Regions from separate parts of the Delphinus delphis genome. Here region 1 is linked to region 2. The links are chromatin contacts, called in public Hi-C maps. All regions are on one chromosome and are shown on one strand. The core of a region is the stretch at or near the end of the contact, and the rest is flanking DNA. Distances in the headings are between cores, read along the strand shown. Region 1 holds the start of MVK (mevalonate kinase). Region 2 holds the start of GLTP (glycolipid transfer protein).

The links. Hi-C and Micro-C count contacts between places; a contact is called where the count stands out from the background.
Region 1: a Hi-C map of lung shows a contact between it and region 2, with 4 times the contacts expected there. The contact joins the promoter of MVK here to the promoter of GLTP in region 2. A contact is called at or near these places in 2 of 3 Hi-C or Micro-C datasets (lung and muscle).

Annotation. Positions count from the first base shown.
Region 1 is chr13:17,390,271-17,393,570 of mDelDel1.2, forward strand. MVK (mevalonate kinase) reads right to left here and starts at 1,394. Exons shown (of 12, transcript XM_060028220.1): 1 at 1,271-1,394; 2 at 222-313. The coding sequence starts at 299. It overlaps MMAB (metabolism of cobalamin associated B), which reads left to right and starts at 1,606. Exons shown (of 9, transcript XM_060028222.1): 1 at 1,606-1,757; 2 at 3,095-3,150. The coding sequence starts at 1,642.
Region 2 is chr13:17,141,621-17,144,947 of mDelDel1.2, forward strand. GLTP (glycolipid transfer protein) reads left to right here and starts at 1,780. Exons shown (of 5, transcript XM_060029401.1): 1 at 1,780-2,024. The coding sequence starts at 1,922.

The sequences.
Region 1 (3,300 bases), core at 144-2,643, 250 kb after region 2:
CACGGGGCTTTCCATGTCATCTTTTTGCTCTCTTACTGGGTGGGCCAGAGAAGCCCTTCAGAGGGCCTAAGACCTGTCTTTTCTTTGCCCAGCTGGGGAGAAACTGACCTCCTCTCTGATGTACTCCCAAGCTATGCCTCAAGGCTTCCTTTCAGCTTCTTTTAAGGTTAGCATCAGGGAGAAGCAGTTCCTAATCCTCAGAGGCTCAGGGGGCCTTGTACCTTGCCATGGACCACGGCATGCTCTCCATGAAGGATGACTTTCCCTGGAGCAGACACTAGCAGGACTTCTGACAACATGGCTCCTGGGAGTCCTGAAAAGGAAAGCCAGAAAGAGGATGGAAGGTCCCCAGAACTTAGAAAATGCCTAGTTCAAGCTCACCATTATAATAAAAAAGGCAGCTACCATCAGCATTTGCTATGTGCCCAAAAAAGCAGTGCAAGGTAGCAGTCAGCTAGACACATCAAATAGATCTGGGTTCAAATCCAGCTCTTCCACTCCCCTTATCATCTTAGCTAACTCACTCAAATAGCTATGATATCATCTTAGCTAACTCACTCAAATAGCTATAAGCCTCAAAAGTTACACGGGGACAATAACTGTAGTTACCTCAATGGGTTTTGAGAAGATTAAACTAAATAATGCAAGGGAAACACTTATGGTCTCGCACACCATAATCACTCAAATACTCATAGTTACTTATTAATGGCTCTGTTCTTGGTTCCAGCTTTTATTATTACTACTATTAAAGATAGAAATTTAAATGAAATCATGAACCGGAAGGAACCTTTTCCTGGACATTTAGGCTGTTTCTAACGTTTCACAATTACAAACAGGGTGCAGAAAACAGCTGTTATACTTTTTTTTTTTTTTTTGCACACTTAAGTCAGGCTCTCTACAAGACAAAGTCCTAGAAAGCGACTTGTTGGGCGTACGTGTGCGCGTTTTAGATTTTTATAAATAATGCAAAACTACCATCCATTTAAGGGTTTACCTCAATAGCGTGAGACCAGAACCGCACTATGCGCTAAGTATATACTACAGTGATTCCTGTTTCTTAGCGGGGGAAACTCAGGCTCGGAGTGGGGGGGGCCTATCGCTTGTCCGAAACTCCAAATCCGGTCTGTCAGATTCCAGGTTGCCGGCTCGTCAGGACGGATTCTCAGAGTTGGGGAAACTAAGCCAGAGAAGCCGGGAGCCCGGTCCAGGGTCGTCCTGGGTCTCGGCCTCGGACTCCGCGCCACCCTGTCCCGGGACCCCGACCTCTCACCTGTCGCCACAGGGGTTCTGCTTCCGAGCTCGAGCCGCTCCGGGACTCCATCCCCAAGCTCGCGGGCGGCGGGGGCAAGAGGCCTCTTCCTTCGCTCAGCCAATCAGAGCGCGCGAGCCGAGAGCCCCTTTACCAATTGGCTTGAGAGTTGGCCAATAGCTGTTGCTAACTAAGTCTTCACGGGTTTCCCCGCCCAACTCCTTCCGTAAACCAATGAGAAACAAGTCTCTGGGAGTGTCCCGCCCTGGGGAGAGAGCCACGGACCAATGGAAGATGGCGGCTGATGGGTGGTGCGGCCGGAGGTAGGTGGAGTCACCCCGGGGTCTGGACGGGAGCCTGGCAGGGTCAGTCCCCTACCAGATCCTTGGACCATGGCTGTGTGGGGCCTGGGAGGTCGCCTTGGCTTGCGCGGGTGCCTCGGCGCCCGCAAGCTATTGTGTCCCCGTTTCCAGAGCCGCGGCCCCCAGGGCGTGGAAGACGGGGACAGGTGAGTACCTGGCTGGGAGGGTAACTCAGGCACCTGCCCTGAGTTATGTTGTCGCCGTGGTTACGTCAAACCGCTGGGAGGTCACCGCAGCAATCGCCAGGTGACGTCCTCTTTAGTCGTGACGTCACCGTGGCAACGTGGGCTCCGTGGAAGCCAGAGACCAAGGTTTCTTGGCGCAAGACAAGTCCAAACGAAGCCCAGCATCCATCAGGACAGGGCATATCCCATGTGAGCCAAGAGGGTCATCTTGCCTGGCCTCACAATCAGGAGGGGCCTCGATTCGGATATTAACCTCTCTCCAAAGCAGTTTATACTTTAAGGCACAGAGATACACCAATACGGTCTAAAGATGGCTGTCATCATATACCTTGAAACTTGCACCCCGTTTCCGGACCTCAGACCCTGACTTAATAATGGATTAATCTATTTCACAGATCCAGTAATTTAACCTTTGAATAACCTTTTAATGTCACATTTTAATGTTGACGTCTTTATTAAAGGTGTTGCTATTTGAAAATGCCAGTTTTCGAACCCTGTTTTGGCAATTCTCCATTTCGGAGTATACATGAAGCTTTACAGTATGGTAATGGCCCAGGGATTTTTCCCTCCAAGAGTCCCTGGCTTGGTAGAGCAGAGGTAACAGTTTTGGGGTGTCGATAGTCTTGGGCAAGAATCCCAGCCCTACCGTTTCTTCCCGTGGTGACCTAGGAGGAAGAGTCTCATCCCGTCAGCTACAGATTCCTCAAAAACAAAATGAACGGGCTTCCCTGGTGGCGCAGTGGTTGAAGGTTCGCCTGCCGATGCAGGGAACGCAGGTTCGTGCCCCGGTCCGGGAAGATCCCATGCCATGGAGAGGCTGGGCCCGTGAGCCATGGCCGCTGGGCCTGCACGTCCGGAACCTGTGCTCTGCAATGGGAGAGGCCACAACAGTGAGAGGCCCGCATACCGCAAAAAAAAAAAAAAATGAACATCATAGGTAGTGCTTGGGAAGATTCCAGGGATAATTCAAGGAGATAATGCCTGTAATTCACTTAGCACAGTGCAGAGACTATGGAAAGTGATCGATAAATTCTTTCAGCCAATATTTATAGAGCGTCTGCATTGAGCAATGCACTACATCAGCTATTCTGCAGATGCGGGTGTGGCAAGACATAGAACTTGCCCACAAAGGGCTTAAAACTAAGAGGAACGGAGGGGAAAGATTTCAAGAGATCCAAGCAGAAGGGGGTAAGTGCTGCCTCTGAGGATATGGGTAGCAAACTGTGACCCACTGAAGGACGTGCCCCAGTATATATGCCGTCCTCACTCATCATCTCTTGATGTTTATTTCTCCTTAGGCCTTCCTCGAAGACACCCAAGCTCCCCAAGATCTACACCAAAACAGGAGACAAAGGTAGGGTGGGGACAGGTGAAAAATGCAAAGAAAGACATGGCAGATTCCATCTTAAAGTTCTTCCAAATTCTAGGACTTCCCTGGCAGTCCAGTGGTTAAGACTCCACGCTTCTACTGCAGGGGGCATGGGTTCGATCCTTGGTCAGGGAA
Region 2 (3,327 bases), core at 530-3,029:
GTCTGAGGCTGGAGGTCCCCATGTGGGTTGTGATCTTTCTGTGGAATTAATGGCAGTGTCTGAAATGTAGGTGGGGTTCTGGCACTGGGTCAAAGTGCTGGGAGGACTGGTGAGGGAGGCTTCAAGGAGATGGTATCTTAGGATGCCTGAGGGGGTGAAGTTGGGTGGGGTGGGAACAAGCCAAAGTTGATGGCTTGGGCTTGCTATTAGTGGGTGAGCTGACTTTATGGGACATGTCAGGGTGTGGGTCATGGGTGAAAAGTGATGATAGCCTTGTCTCCCCCAGACCCTCTCATTTCCTGACTGTACGTGGGTCGTGTCCTTGGTTTGGAACAGCCTCTTCTCCCATTTGCCCCCTGAAAGATTAAATTGAAAATATTGAATAAGGTCTGGCAATTATTTTTCTGACACCGGTGATTTCTCATTGTCCTTAGGATAAAATCCAAACTATACCACACTCTACCTAACCCAACAAGCCCCTGCTCACCTCCCTGAGCTCAATTCCTATCCCTCCACTCCTCTGCCTCTTCCTCGCACTTGCTCCACTCCCATTCCCTCCCCCGTCCCCCCTGGCTGCTTGCACACACCAAGTTTTTTGCCACCTTAAGGCTTTTGCACATGTCCCAGCCACTCTGGCTGTCTCCTACTTCTCCCTCAGGTCTTGGATCAAATGTCACCACTTCATAGGTACTCACTGCCCCTAACTCTCTACATCCTATCCCAGTCATGTCCTCAGTCATTCCCTGGCACTCCACCTTGTTTTAGTTTCTTTGTTTACACTTAGTATTTGAAGTTGTCTTATTTGTGTATTGTGTTATAATGTATTGTATTGTGTTGGGTTGTATTGTCTCCCCAACTAGAATGTCAGCCTCACAGGAGCAGATATTTTGCTGTACTTTTCATCACTTTATCCTCAATGCCTAGCACAGTGCATGGCACATAGTGGGGGCACAGTTAATTATTTATTCTGGAATGAATGACCTCTCAACAATTGTGTGCTAGATTTTGGGACACAAGCATCTAGGTGGGTTTTGGCTGAGGTGAGCTGTGCTCCAGGTTGTGACAGGCGTGTACTCTGAGCTAGTGGGCTGAGGTCAGGTTTGAGGAAACAAGCATCAGTCAGGTGTTGATTGAGTTGGATTGTAAACTGGGCTGAATCCATCAGGTAATATCAGACTGTTGAAGTCAGACTCGACCCCAGATTTCAGGTAACAGGAGTCCTAGTTAGGCATGGCTGAGTTAACTTGTGACTTGAGCAGTGTCCAACAGGCATAGGATCACTCACGGAGAAGAATTATGCGTCCCCAGTGGTTGTAGCCAAAGAGAACTGTGACCACAGCAGTGTCCAAAACGTCACTGGGGGCTGTTGGAAGACAGGCTCTGTTTGCGGGGAAACAGATGTCCTAAGGGACGCTGGCTGGATTGGGCTGTAACCTGGGCTGGTGGATGGGTTGTGAGTTGTGACCTGGTCCATCAGGCGAGGACTCGGCCCAAGCCAGCCCGCCTAGTTGGGGGTGTGCCACGCCGGGGGCGGCAGGTAACACACCCGAGGACGGGTCACCTGGGAGCGGCTCACCTGGGCGTACCTGGATCCACGAGTCGGAGCGCTTTCGCGCCGGGCGGGCTAGCCCCGCCCCTCGGCCAATGGTGACGCGGAGGTCCGCGGCCGTGGGCGAGGATTGGGCGCGGGCGGACGGGCGGACGGGCGGGGCGGGGCGTCCGGCAGCTTAGGCGCTCGGCCGGCGGGCGGCGCTGACTGCTCGTCTACGCGGGCGCGGAGCGGGCGGAAGTGGCGACGCTGGCGTCCCTTGATCCTGCTGCGGGCGGCAGTGACGGCCCCGGAGCTGACGGCGGCGGCCCGGGGGGCGGTGTGGACGCCCGCGGCGCCGGCTGGGGCATCCCCAAGGGCCTCGACCCCGAAATGGCGCTGCTGGCGGAGCACCTGCTGAAGCCCCTGCCCGCGGACAAGCAGATCGAGACGGGGCCCTTCTTGGAGGCGGTGTCCCACCTGCCGCCCTTCTTCGGTGAGCCGGGGTGAAGAGGGGAGCTGGCCCGCAGCCCTGACCCAGAGCGCACCCGCATCCTTCTTCTCCTGAGCATCCCCCAACCATCCCTCAACTAGACACCGCAAATCCTAATTCCCCACGCACCCAAGATGCCCTTTTTCTCCAAGCACCCCAAATTTTCCCTATCCCTGCCCGCTCCCAAATCCTCTTTCCCCTGAACATGTCACATCCTTCATCTCTTCCCAGCCATCCCCATATCCTCCATCTCCCTCAGACTCTCCCAACCCTTTTGTCTCCCCAGACACCTCACATGCCAACATGTCCTTCAGATGCTGGCAGTTCTCCGCCTCCTGGTGCACCCCAGTCGTCCTCTCCCCACAGACACCCCTACTCTTCCAAATCCCCAATCCTCCAATCCCCCATCTCCCCGAAAACATCTCTCACCCTATCATCCCCCTCTTCCCTTTCAGAGTGGCTCTCAACTCCCTCCCCTTAAAATGAATCCCCCCCATTTCATAAACCCCCTCTTTTCTGTAAATTCTCCCAGCCTCTCCCTCATGGGACCTTGTGAACACTTCTTTCCTTAGAATTCCCTAATTTCAGATCAGAGACACCACCCACCACCCCCACTCCAAGGGCAGGAAGCCTGGCAGGGTGAGGAGGGGCCTTTTGGAGGGAGTCGCAAAACTCTGGGGCCCGTTCCTAGGGAGAACCACCTAAAGCTTTCCCTCCATTTAGAACAGGGTTCAGGACAGGGGGGCTGCTATGTGGGGCGACATCAGACATGGAGTGCTTGGGATGGGGTCCAAAAGGGAAAGACCCCTCCTCCATATGTCATGCCCTGGGAGGTCATAGGAGCACTGAGCTGGTTGCAGACCTTCCTTTCTCCCATCCCTCAGCCCAGCCCACACCCTGGATGGAAAATGGGAAACTGAAGACAGTACCATCGGCCCCTGCCCTTTGCTTTGCTGGTCCTGAGTAAAGGCTGAAACCTGAGCTCTGCTTTTTCCTCTTCTATGTGGGCTTGCCCAGCGCCCCGCCCTGCTGTTTCATTTGGTGGCCTTGCAGGAAGAGACCAGTCCGGAGGGCAGAGTCTAGCTGAAACCCGCAAACTGACAGAACCTTGACACTGACTTGAACTGAAGGGAAGTGGCACCTGGGGCAGTCACTCCCTTTGCCCCGTAGTGGGTGACCAGGGCTCATGGTGGGCAGTAGTCCCTGAAGTGCCGTGGGCTCTGGGGTGGTTGTGACTACGTGGAGTCGTGTGCCAGCTCTCCTCCTCCACCTCTTGAGCCTCAGCATCCCCATCTGTGAAATGGGC